Regions from separate parts of the Gossypium hirsutum genome. Here region 2 is linked to region 1. The links are chromatin contacts, called in public Hi-C maps. All regions are on one chromosome and are shown on one strand. The core of a region is the stretch at or near the end of the contact, and the rest is flanking DNA. Distances in the headings are between cores, read along the strand shown.

Region 1 (7,059 bases), core at 2,965-5,464:
TAAGACTCGGTCAAGTACAAATATTCAGGTAAATCTCTAATTTCTTCAAATCTTCAAGGACCTTGTGCAATTAAACCAAAAAGTAGTTTATGGACAGCCATGTGCAACCGAATTTTAGGTTGACTTGGTCTCCAATTTGGACGGTTTTGTAATCCAGCAAAGCTATTAAACTTGTCCAAAATAAATCAACAAGTTAGAGGACCAAAGAATTAATTTTATCCAATTTAATTAATTAATTAAAACCCAAATTATTAATGAAATATTTTAAAATGAATTATTAAATATAATTTTATATTTTATTATTTAATTTAATAATGCATGTCTCACTTTATGTCTTAAAAATATAATATATTTAAATTAATATAAAATAAGCCATTTATTGCATGAAAACTATATAATAAAACATAAAATCACATTTTAATAATTTATATGTCCTAATTTCATATTTTCACATATTTCATTAATTTATTAAACAATTACTTAGTTTTAACAACGGATTTAAGTAAAAAGGTGATAAATTACATAGGAAAAATCCTATATATTTTTCCGTTTACACCCATACACATTCTTAATTGAAAAAGCACCAGACATGGTACCCCTCAAATGATTCTATCCATACTAGAATTAGCTTGAGGAGGTGGATCACCCATAATTTGCTGAACGATCTACTCAGAAAGCCAAAGATGAAAGAAATCTAGATTCCAATCCGCATTTTCCGTAACCATGTTGCTACGTGTACAATCCATATCTAGATTAGTATTGGGAACAATCTTTTTACACAAAGGCCAAACGTTCGGAACCCAAGGATCTCTCCAACAACTAATAATTTTGCCATATCCAACAAACCAAAGTAGGTTCTCTCGAATAAGAGGCCATACCTTTAAAAGCGATCTCCACAAAAAGGAACTCTGACTCCTCGACAAGGTCTCTAGCAGACCGCTTTGAATGCCGTATTTAGAACGAAGCACATTAAACCGCAGAGTAGAAGAATTAGTCATCAAGTTAAACCCTAACTTCATCATGAATGACATATTATGATATCTTAATGAGCTTATACCAAGCCCATTGTGGGATTTAGGTTGGCAAATCGTATCCCAACTCACCAAAGCAATCTTTTTGCTTCTATTGGAGGACCCCCAAATAAATTTCCTAACCATAACTTCAATTTCATCACACAAGCCTTTAGGAATCATAATCAACTACATGAAGTAACTTGGGATCGAAAGCAAAACTCACTGAGCCAATGTTATTCGTCCATCTAGAGAAAGTTGTTCAGCATCCCAGCTACAAAGTTTACTTCGCACCTTGTTGACTATAAACCGTAGAGTATTATTTGTAAACTTATCACGGAAGAGAGAAACTCCTAGATAAGAAATAAGATTTTGCACCACCTGAAACCCCAAAATCCTGCTTGAATATCTTCTGTCACTCCCTTAGAGAAAAACATGTTCAATTTTTACAAATTAACGCTATGTCCAGAATACGCACAAAACTTATTTAAAACTTCTTTGATAACTCATGTCTGATTTTCCTCCGCATGTCTAAAAAGGATCAAATCATTAGCAAAGAAAAAAAGATGGGAAAGAGGTGTACTTGTTCTAGATAATCGTATGGGAGACCATTGATCAGCTTCTATTGCTACACGAATACCATGTCCTAGCCACTCCATACATAAAATAGGAAGGTAAGGCGAGAGTGGGCATCCTTAACAAACTCTTCTTATCGATTTTCATTTCTGAGTAGACACTCTATTCCAAAGCGCTTGCATAGTGGAATTAGAAATAGTTGACATAATGACATTACGAAGAAAGTTGGGAATGCTTACAACTTGAAGAGAAGCGTCAATGGAATCCCGATGGACACAGTCATATTGCTTTTTTGAGGTCGATTTTAATGGCCATCCACCATTTGTTCTTTTTCTTCTCATGGAATGTATAACCTCTTGAGCTATAATGATGTTGTCGCTAATATTCCTCCCTACTACAAATCCAGCTTGCTTCAGATCGATAATATTTGGGAACACCACTTTAAATTTATTGGTAATGGCCTTCATTATTAATTTGTATAAAAGAGAGCATAGACTGATGGGGAGAAACTATGAGAAACTCTCCGGATTTTGAACCTTAGGCAAAAGAATAATAAGGGAATTATTGAGATCCGGGTCAATGTTATCTTTAGCGAAAACTTGCTTAACCCACTCACAAATCAAAGGATCAACATGCTTCCACTGACTTTGATGAAAAATGGCATGGAAACCATCACTATTCGAAGCCTTTAAGGGTGTCATGTCATAGAAGGTCTTCTTATTTTCTTCATCAGAAACTGATTTACTAAGGAATTGAAGCTCTCCTTGCTCAGGAGGAGGGAAAGAACTAGTATTAAGATGGCCCATCTGCCCCGGATGTTGACAATAAAGTTTTTTATAAAAATTAACTGCTTCTTGTTTCAATTCTTCCTCATCCATAATCCAATCCCATGCTTGATTTTTTAAGACATCAATACAGTTGCATTTTCTTCTCTATAAAGTCATTTTGTGGAAGAATTTCATATTCCAATATCCAAAAATTAGCCAATCGCACCTTGCTTTTTGGTGCCATAATAGTTCCTCATGATGTAACATTGATTCTAATTCTTCTCGGGTCTCTAATTTAACTTGATTCAAATAAATCAAACTCCCATGATCAATCACCTTTTGGATATTTTCAAGTTTCCGAATCAACTTATGCTTATGATGAATGATGTGATCATATACTTCCTTATTCCAAAGTTTGACTTGACCAATGAAAGAAGAATGTGTGCTCGACATATTTTTTGAAAAACTCTAATTTTCTTTGACAAAACCTAAGAAAGTCGGATGTTCAACCCAACCTGCTAAGAAACGAAAGGGTCTCCCAATATTAGCCTGAATGGAAGGCATGAGAGATAATTTAAGTGGCCTGTGATCCGATTTGAGCTTCGGTAGATGAAATACTCTAGAAAAAGGAAACTGGATACTCCAAGCGTCATTACAAATTACTCTGTCCAACCTTTCAAAGATCGCTCCTCTACTCCAAGTGAAATTCAGACCACTAAAAATCGAATCCTGAAGGGCAATGAAATCCATGAATTCACTAAAGAGAGTGCATTTTTTCCCAATAACCCGACCTCTTTTCTTTTCACAAGAAGAAAGGATGGCGTTAAAATCCCCGATAGCCAATCATGGAGAGCCATCCATTGGTACATAATTATTATGATCCTCCCCTAACTGTCTCTTTTTTCGACTATCCGGACTCCTATACACAAAGGTAACCAAAACTAGTTGTCTAAAAGAATTCCCAGAAACTCTAAGACAAATAAGTTGAGATTGATTCTCTAGATTATGAACTGAAACCAGAGAATCCTACTACCTCCACATGATAAGAATTTTGAAAACCAATTTTAGCTATAATAAGTCAGCTTTAGCACCACTAACCCTTGTTTCCAAAAGGTTGATCAAATCTGGTTTATGCTCCCTGTTATACTCTCGAAAAATACTGAGGGAACTTCAAGCTAGCACAACCTTGACAATTTTAGCAAAAAATAGTGAAATTCATAGACACAAAATTAAAAGAAAAATAAAGTAAAGATACCATCATTTTTAAATGGATGTGGGCCCAACGCCACCACTCTGTCCATAGAGATTCATACATCAATGTCAGCTCCATGAACAACTTGCGAATTAATTAAATTTGCCATCGAGTTTATTGCTTATGGAAAAGGAATACGAGAATTTCTAGCACTCTTGAAATGACCTCCTCTTTCTCGAATCATACGGTTAAGGGATGTTCCACCATGGCTACTCCCACTTTTTTTTAGAACCGTGCCCTTTGGAAACAAAAATAGATTTGTTAGTGCCAATCAAACTATTTTTTTGTTACTTTTAGGGTGATTCAATTCATTATTTTCTTTGATGAGTACAGCTGAACGACGATTTGGATCCAAAAAATTCATATCCAAACTAACCACTGTTTCCTTGAAACTATTAAAAATAAGATTATTATGCACAGAATATTCCCCAATATCCCTTGAAATGCCAGATTGCATTTTTGCGAATTCAAAATTTGATATTGAAATAGAAATAATCTCTCCAAGCCTCGGCTTAGACAAATTCTCGTTGATTGGGCTTAAGCACATGCTCCAAATCATTAGAATTTTCTCCTTCAAACACTAAAGGAGTAGCTGACCTATGGCCTAAAGACTTCTGTCCAGCAACCTGCTCATGCACGAGCCCATTATGACCCACGTCAGCCCCTTGTTCTCCTAAGCCCATACCACTATTTAAATGTTGTGGCCCAATTAAATGAACCAAATCCCCTACGTTAACGACAACAGGCCTCTCACCCTCAACCCCCTTCACTGACCCAATTCCCTTATTCTTTAATGATTTCAAGAATTCGCTTTATTTAAAAATTCTTCCAAATTCATCTCATTATCTTCCTGAATCAACGGATAAAATCTAGATCTGGCCTGATTTTTAGCCTTCATTTATAATTTCTTTCCATTAGTATCCTGTTGATTGCTCCTTGACTTCTTCTCAACAATCATCAAAGGGCCATAGGCCTCCTCCATCATCACCTCGTCGCCTTTCTTCATCCAGTGTATGGTTTCATCAATCGTGTTATTGGATTCTTTCAATTCAACCCGTGTTGAAGGACACAAACCTTTAACATGGCCATGTTGACCGTAGGCGAAACAAATAGTCAGTAAGGCTTCCAATTCCACCATTTATAATTTTCCGTTAAGCATCACTTGCGAAATGAGAGGCCTATCTAGATCAACATAAACAACCATCCTTGCGAATCTCCCTCTGGTTCTGCTATTTGTTTTCAAATCTAGTCTTGTCACTTTGCCCACAAAACTCCCTATTTCATCCTGAACTCTCCGTTTATATAAAAATCTTGGAACCTGGGAAATTGAATCCAAGTTAATACCACACTTGGGAAGGCTTTTGTTGGATTAATGTAACACCCTAGTCCAGAATACGGAGTACTCGCATACTAAGGCACTACATCAGGTCACCGGAGCAACCCAACAAAATTTTCAAATAATTTAAAACATTGAAATACATTTTATATAAGAGAAAATACCATACATAATTATACTGAAAATAATAATAAAAGTAGTTATACAAAATATGTGGAGCTCCAATATCATCGTATATCAAAATAGTCAAAATAACAAAAATGATAAATGAGTTATAGACCTACAAAAAAAATACAAGTAAGGCCTTAGGAATACAATGCCAACTAATAGATAAGGTACTGTACTCTTAATACGTGATGCTAGAAGTCTCTCGTCGATGATGTTCCTTGGACACGAAAAAAGTCTACAAATTTGAACATGATGACAATTCGAAGGCTGAGCTTTATAGGCTCAGTGGTACACTACAAATCTACCATACTTCAAGCAATTTATAAATATAAGCATGCAAATCAAATGTATACATAGAAGCATGGCATGAGTATCGAATAATTAAATCATGAATCATTAAATATACATAACCAAATCACTTGCATATCAAACTTGTCAAACTTGTTAGATTGCACATACTGCTAAAATAATCGGGTATCCAGATAGTTCCGCGCCACTCATGGCCGCTAGTCAAATAATCTCGGCCGTCCGTAGGGTCGTCCCGAGTGCCACTCATGGCCGCTAGTTAGGTTAGAGCCTCAAGGCTAAGCACAAACAAAGCATCAAACATATAATCACAAAAGTACAACCATGAAATTTGAGTTTCATACTCGTTTCAACTTTCTTATCATTCCAGCTAAAATATTAACTAATGAGATGTGACAGTCTTCTACGTTGACATTCTAACCTTTTCACATTAAAAAATTAATAACTTTTAATATATAACTCTAAATTGAGCACTATTTGTTTTATACAAAACTAGACTTCTGTACAGTTATAGAGATATAAGGCTCACTTCCTATTTTATCTAATGAAATTTTTGGTCATTTTTCAAAGTCATTGCTTAATCTATTTTATAAGAAATCTGTTGCTTGATTTTTATGACTTTTCAACACTAAAAAATTCATACATTTTAAAATACAAATCGAAATCATTATCCATTTTTTCTAAACAAAACTAGACTGGCTCACAATTACAATGATGTGTAGATCACTTCTTAATTATTTTTATAGAATTTATGGTGAATCTTCAAACGTACTATTCATGTAATAATTTGTTTCTAGCAAATTTCACAACCAAGTTTTTAGTTTCATTTTTAATCATCCAAACATGATTTCCACCCAAAGACGTATAACATACATGCATTATCACACAAGCATCATATTTATGACTTATCAAGAAGCATAGGAGAGTCAGAGGGTACCACCTTAATGGAAGAACACCAACAAAGTTTTTTGCCTATCTCTCTACAACTTTGGCTTTACCCATAGTTTTAGAAGATTCACCACCCTCTTTAACTAATAACAATGTAACACACAAGATTTCCTACAAAAAAAAAAGAGTTGATAGGATGCAAAAATACATGCTTTAAATAAATAAATAAATAAAATATGAGAAGATGGGTAGGCTTCCTCAATTTCAAACCCTCGCAAACACCCAATAACCTCTACCTTTATCCTTGAAGAGCATAGATGTTTTTTCCATGGAACTTTAGAAAAAGCTAGATCAAGACCCTTAGCTTCTTTGAGATTTGGAGGATGAAAAATGGTGAGAACTCATTCAAATCCCTCTCCCTCTACACGGTTTTCTAAGGAAAATAGATGGAGAAAAGAAGAGAAAAAATGAAGAAATGTAGAAAGAAGAAAAAAATAGGGTGATTATAATATAGGGAAAAATGGGGACAAATCCACTTTATCCCACACCTCAATCTGCCAAACCATCTTTTCCCATTAATTGGGAGAAGACTTTTATTAAAAAATGGTAAAATCAGCATATTAGCCATCCATCTTCCTCTTACTTTACGCAAGCTTCCTAACATCCTTAATTTCTTATAAAAAGATCCAAAATTTACCTAAATTAATTCCAACAAAACCCAATACCAAAATAAATTTATCCATTGCCAACACAGGT
Region 2 (7,059 bases), core at 1,556-4,055, 33 kb before region 1:
GTAATTATTACCAAAATTAATGTTACAATAAAACTACAAATATTTTATGGACAATTTACCAATAAAAGTCCTTTTTTCAAAAATTACCGAAATGGACCCATTTTTTAATTATTTACCGGAATGGTCCTTTTTCAGGGAAATCGAGTCCACGTCAGTGCGATGTCAGGGTACGCGTCAGGAAATCGCGTCCACGTCAGCGCGAGATGCTGACGTGGAAGGAAATCGCGCTCTCAAGGATGCGATTTCCTTCCACGTCAGCATCTCGCGCTGATGTGGACGCGATTTCGGCCCTCGCGTGAACAGTACCAACGGTCAAAAAAATAAAATACTGAGCCCATTTCGATAAATTTTAAAAATGTAGGGCTTTTTCGGTTTTTTGAAAATATAAAATTTGAATCTTTTTGTACTTGTATTTATTTTTTTAATCAATTAACTCTTCAATATTACATCAATAGCAACAAGTACCAAAAAGATTCAAAATTGTTACCAACAAGATTTGAACCAAGGTACTAAGGGAAAAGAGCAAGTATCTTAACTAACTAAGCTAAACTAATTAATTGACATATTATAGAAATACTATTATTATCTTAATTATATTACTTACGTTCTAACGATTTATCGGACCTATTCCATACACGTGTCAAATCAGAAAAAATAATACAACAATTCTGTAAAAAAATTCGGTGTTTACTTCAAATAAATAAAGAAAATAATGATTTGAATGTTTCAAAATTCAAATTTAAATTGAAAAAATTAAATTTAGTCGCAAAAAAGGATCTTTTTCGACGAAAACTACGGCAAATCGCCTTCGGCTATTTGTCAGCGCGTAGATTTCGAAAATTTATTCGAAATAAAAAAAATCGTCTCAATCGGACAACCAAGCAAAAAGTTATGGCCTTTTAAAGTTTTCCAAGCTAAAAAACATAAACTATTCATCCACGTCAGCAAATCACGTCCTCGTAGGGGCAATTTGTGTCCACGTAAGCAAAGCGCGTTAACGTGGACGCGATGTTCTGACACGTCCCCTGACATCGCGCTGACGTGGACGCAATTTCTGGAAAAATGGCCCATTCCGGTAAATAATAAAATACCGGGCCCATTTCGATAAATTTTAAAAAAATAAGGTTTTTTTTTGGTAATTTGCCCATATTTTATAACTTTTAAGGCATTCTTTTTCTTAATTTTTGGAAACTTGTTAATATTATCATATACTTTACCATATGCTATATATATATATTACATTTCATTAAAATAATTTTGATTTACCGAGAATGTTTTTTCCGTTAAAGGTTGGTCGGTTAACATTGGAAAGAAATGGAGACGCAAAATTCCGGCAACTATACTGATAGAGATCCTCGCGCTGATGGTGATCGGAATACCAAAAAAGTAAGATTCTAGGAAGCTGTTGATGGGGAAGCCACTAATATGGTTGTTGATTCTGATCAACAGCCGATTATGTCTTTTAAAGACAAGCTTTTAGGGGGAGGTGTTGCCTCTTCTGACGGGGATCTTGAAGGGATTTTCGGAAAAAAATGAGAGTGATTTTGAATTATTGGAAGGGGATGTGAATATGTCCATGGCTGATGGATACCGTCAATCGCCTTCTCGGATCGCATTAAGGACATCCTGTTCAAAGAGATGGAATTGACGGTCATTCTCAAGCTGTTAGGGCGTAACATTGGCTATAACGTGCTGCACAATCATATCCTTATTCTCTGGAAACCTGCAAAATCTTTTCATCTAATGGATATTTTTTGGTTAAGTTTCAGGATACTGAAGATTATAACAAAGTCTTAACCCAGGGTCCATGGATCATATTTGGGCAATACCTTACTGTGCAACCATGGACGAAAACGTTTAATCTAACACAGCCTTACCCTAGTGTGGTGATGGCTTCGATTCGATTGCTAGGTCTTCCGGGCTACCTGTACAAATGAAAAATCATTGAGGCTATTGGAGGACCAATTGAGAAAATTGTCAAATTAGATTTACAAACTGACAACAGAACCAGAGGACGGTTTGCTCGCTTGGCAGTGATCATCAATCTGGATAAACCATTGGTCTCTCAGGTTTTGGTTGATGGTGCCGTTCAACGGGTTAAGTATGAGGCACTCCCGACGGTATGCTTCTGTCGTGGAAAATATGGTCACGTTAAGGAGTTGTGCCCGTTGGTGGTGGCGAATCTGGCTTCAGGGAGCTCTGTGGATGCGGCAGTGGCATCCTCCGGAGATAATGTCGGTGGAGGTGGTAAAGGAAAGAGAGTTGATTACGGGCCGTGGATGTTGGTCGAGAGGAGATCAAGGGTGGCCAAAGGGATTCTCGGGTTAATGGGGTAGCGAAATTAGGGAAGAATACTTTGGGGTCTAGATTTTCACCATTGATTGTGGAAGATGTTTTAGGCGGTGATTTAGGAGGGTTTAATGGGGGTTTTTTGGGGGAGAAGGAAGCTGGTAGTGAGGTTGTGGTGGTGAGGGGTAATAAAGCTAAGGTTAGTTCTAAAAGGGATTTGGGCTATGCTATTGGTGTGGACCGTGGAATTGAGGAGGGTTTTAGGTCTTCTGTTGGGCCTACTATGGGTCTAAGTAACAGCAAGCCAGGGGTTATTGAGAAAGGCCAGGATAAGGATGCTGTTAGTCTTAAATCGTTGGGAAAAAAACCTGTGGGGTCGGATGGGTTTTTCCAAAATGATAAGGACTTGAGAAATAAATTATCCTTTTCTAATTTTATTTCTCTCATTCCATCTGCAGGCTTGGCGCAATCAAAGGAAGATGACGCAAGGATGAACGGGCCGTTGAATGAGAAGCTTGGTGGGCCAGGAGAGGATAGGCCTAGGCAGGCTGGTCCATTAGCGTATGAAGGGTTAAGTCCTATTGGACTTGACATCACGGTTTTGAATGGAAAAAATATTAATTTGGATAAGCAACGTTTTGGTGGGATTGCTCCTAAAGATATATTGGGACAGGAATTAGTGGAAATGCAGTCGGGTTCTTCAGAAAATGCGGGGACTAAGTTGGTTCTTAATAATCACATGTTCAAAGGCCCTAGTGAAACTGTGGTCAACTTAGATGCTAATCTTTTAGACCCAAATCTTCATTTAGCTGTTATTATTAATGAAAATAATGTATCAAAATCATTCAAAGGTAATAAGAAAAATATTTTGGTTAATACTAATAAATCTTTTTCTGTTTCCAGAGGGCGTGGTACTGAGAATAAAGTTGGTAATAGTCGTGGTAGAGCTTCTCTTAATCGTACGTTTAAGGAAAATGGAGGTAGATTAAAAAAATGCTAGAATTTCTCGAATTCCTTTGACAGAGGCTATAAGCTCTATGGCTAATCTCATCAATTCGCAAGTTGGGCTTGGCGCAGAAGAGATTGGCGGCAATGCTGATGGGCAGATTGGTGGCCTTGGTTCCACATTCGTATAATATGGTGGTATTTTTAATTTTGTTATTTTTAAATTTTATTTTAAGTATGAATTTTACTATTTTCTGCTGGAATTGTCAAGGTTGTGCTAGTTTGAAATTTCCTTGTGTTTTTTTGGAGTATAATAGAGAGAATAAACCTGATTTGATTGGCCTTTTAGAAACAAGGGTAAGTGGTGTCAAAGCTGATTCTATTATTACTAAGCTCGGTTTTGAATTTTCGCATCGTGTGGAGGCTGTGGGTTTCTCTGGTGGAATTTGAATAGGGTGGAAAGATACAATTTCTGTGGATATTTTGAGTAATTATTCCCAATTTATTTTACTTAGAATTTCTGGAAATTCTTATAGGCAATTGATTTTGGTCACTTTTGTGTATGGTAGTCCTAATGGTCAAAAGTGGAAGCAGTTATGGGAAGCTCTTAAGTGTATTGTGCCGGTGGATGGGACTCCATGGTTAGCGTTTGGAGATTTCAACGCTATTCTTTCTTCTTGTGAAAAAAGAGGAGGTCGGGTCATTGGGAAAAGATGTGCTCTCTTTAGTGATTTCATGGATTCCGTGGGGCTTTAAGATTTGGGGTTCAGTAGTCGAAACTTTACTTGGATTAGAGGGGGAGTTTTTGAGAGACTGGATAGAGCGATTTGTAATGATGCTTGGAGCATTAAGTTGCCTTCATCAAGAGTCATGCAGTTACAAAAGCTTAAATCGAATCATAGACCTCTTAAATTAACTCTTATGCCTGCAGTTCAGCCTTCCACAAGGAGACCTTTTTGTTTTTTTTTGGCTGGTTGGGTTGAGCATCCTGGGTTTTTAGATATTTTTAAAAAAAATTAGGATTTTCTGGGGAATATGTTGATTACCCAAGCTACTTTCACCGATCAAGTGAAATTATGGAATAAGGAGGTATATGGTCACATTACACATTGGAAGAATCTTTTGAAGAAGAAGCTTGAAAATGTTCAGAAAGCGATTGATCGAAGAAGCTTGACTTATTTGAATCAGGTTGAGCTAGAAACCCGTAAAGAGCTGGAGTTAGTGTTGCATCATGAGGAACTTTTGTGGTGGCAGAAGGCTAGGTGTGATTGGTTAGTTTTTGGGGATCGTAATACAAGATTCTTCCATAGGCAAACTTTATAGAGAAGGAATCATAATCTTATTGTTGCCCTAAAAAAATCAAGCAGGGGGTAAGTTATGGATGAGGATGATTTGAAGCAGGAAGCAGTTAATTTTTATAAGAACCTTTATGGTGAGCAACCAGAAAGAACGGGTAGTCTTGGGTGTGGTTCCTTCCCATCTCTTGAGCAGGAAGCGATTCAGTTCCTTAGTATACCAGTATCTGATGAGGAGATTAGAAAGGCCCTTTTTGATATGACACCTTTAAAAGCACCAGGCAGTGATAGCTTACAAACTATTTTCTATCAGAGTCAGTGGGAGCTTGTTGGTCCTTCAATTTGTAAGTGGGATAAATGAATTTTCTCTGGGGAGAACATTGATCCAGACCTTAATAATTCACTTATTGTCCTTATACCTAAAGTTCAACATTTGGAATGTTTCTCGCAATTTCGTCCTATTAGTTTTTGTTCGGTCTTATACAAGCTAGTAATGAAGGTTATTGCTAATAGATTTAAAATGATTTTTTTGAAGATCATTGGACCTGAACAAGCTAGATTTATCGCAGGAAGAAATATAAATGATAACATTATCATTGTCCAAGAAGCCATAAATTCTATGAAGAGTAAGCAAAAGAATAAACGTTGGATGGCCATTAAAATTGATCTCAAGAAGGCTGATGATCGCGTTCGTTGGGATTTCATAGACGCTTCTCTATAGGCAATAGGTATTCCTAACTTTCTTCGTAATGTCATTATGTCGGCTATTTCTAGTTCAACTATGCAGGTGCTTTGGAATGGAGTGCCATCCCAAAAATTCAAACCGGCAAGAGGAGTTCGTCAAGGATGCCCACTTTCACCATACCTTTTCATTCTTTGTATGGAGTGGCTAGGGCATGGTATTAATGCGGCCATGGCAGACGGTAGATGGTCGCCTATCCAATTTTTTAGATTAGGTCCGTCCCTTTCTTATCTTTTTTTTGCAGATGACTTGATTTTTTTGGCCAAGCGGAGGAGAAGTAGGCACGAGTTATCAAGGAAGTTTTAGACACATTTTGTGGTTTTTTGGGGCATAATGTTAATTTGCAAAAGTCGAATATGTTTTTCTCTAAAGGGGTGGATGAAGATATTCAAAGGCGTATTATTGGATTTTTTGGGTTCCAGGTGGTGCAGAATCTTGGTTCGTATATAAGGGTCCCCTTCTTTCATGAGAAGATTACGAATAATACTTTGTGCTTTGTCGTTGATAAGGTGCATAGTAAACTTTGTAGTTGGGACGCTAGACAACTCTCTCTTCCAGGTAGAATTACCTTAGCTCAATCGGTCTTGTTATCAATTTTGAGTTACTTTATGCAATCGATGATGATGCTGAAAGGTTTGTGTTATGAGATCAAAGTTATGGTTAGATAATTCATTTGGGGATCCACTAGTGGAAATAAAAAAAATAGCTTTGGTAAGTTGGGATTTGATATGGCAACCTAAATCACATGGTGGTCTTGGTATAAGGTCTTTATGTGATCATAATACTTCTTTTATGATGAAGTTGGGGTTTAATTTCGTGACTGTTTCTTATTCTCTATGGGTTAATGTGATTCGGTCTAAATATAGGGTTCAAAGTGGATTGCCAAAATAATTATCGATGGGACGATGTTCTTTCTTGTAGAGATCTTTATCGAGGATTTGGCCTCTCTTATATGAGAATCTGCTCTGGTCAGTTGGAGATGGGCGCAGTATTAATTGTTGGAGGGATTCTTGGATTCCTAATGTTGGGCCTTTGTGCAAAAGGATAACTTACAATTCTAGCTTGGATATGGATTGTACCCTTAGTGATATGGTTATGAAAAATGGGGATTGGAACTTAGATTTCTTCCGTCTATGGTTACTTAAAGATATCATTCAACAGATTGTAGGGATTCTGGCATCTCAACTAAATTTTGGCATGGATAGAATTATTTGGGGGGACCACGTTTGGCTCTTTCTCAATTAAAAGTGCATACAAGAAACTTCGGGAAGATTCATGGAATACAAAAGAGGATGTTTGGAAATTACTGTTGAAATATCAGGGACCACAAATGGCTAGAGTGTTCATTTGGCTTGCAATTAAACACCGTTTGCTTACTAATGTTGAAATGATACGAAGAGGATTGGGAATAGATACTACTTATAGTACTTGTGGCTAGAATTATGAGAGTGTCCTTCATGTTCTAAGGGATTGCACAATGGCAAGAGAAATATGGATGTAGTTAATCCTTATAGGTAAACAATCTATTTTTTGTAGGGTCTCTACACGAATGGATGAAGTTTAATCTACGAAATCAGTAAGTCGTAAACCTAGTGGGAGGTGTCAATTGGTCTTATCTGTTTGGGATTATCATTTGGCGCATTTGGAAGAATTGGAACCTACCATATTTCAAGGTCTTTCGTGGAGCTCTGATGAGGTTACCAATGCTTCTCCGTGTTGGGAAAAGTAGTATGTTTCGGTGTTAGGTTTGCATGTCACTAAATTTTCAAGATTAGATTTCCTTCTTTT

Evidence for each region. A called contact is a pair of places that touch in the nucleus more often than the background predicts.
Region 2: a contact with region 1 is called in a Hi-C map of leaf, with 4 times the contacts expected there. The contact joins two enhancer-like sites. A contact is called at or near these places in 6 of 34 Hi-C or Micro-C datasets (fibers, hypocotyl, leaf and 1 more).

Annotation. Positions count from the first base shown.
Region 1 is chrD01:53,020,191-53,027,249 of Gossypium_hirsutum_v2.1, reverse strand. No RefSeq gene overlaps it. Among protein-coding and RNA genes, the nearest start is that of LOC121214162, 5.6 kb to the left of the region's middle. Within about 2 kb of position 4,214, at least 6 of the 9 cell types and tissues checked have an H3K27ac peak or open chromatin away from gene starts, as enhancers often do. A contact at or near this core is called in hypocotyl and leaf, where this site is marked.
Region 2 is chrD01:53,052,152-53,059,210 of Gossypium_hirsutum_v2.1, reverse strand. No RefSeq gene overlaps it. Among protein-coding and RNA genes, the nearest start is that of LOC107916615, 19 kb to the left of the region's middle. Within about 2 kb of position 2,805, at least 9 of the 9 cell types and tissues checked have an H3K27ac peak or open chromatin away from gene starts, as enhancers often do. A contact at or near this core is called in hypocotyl and leaf, where this site is marked.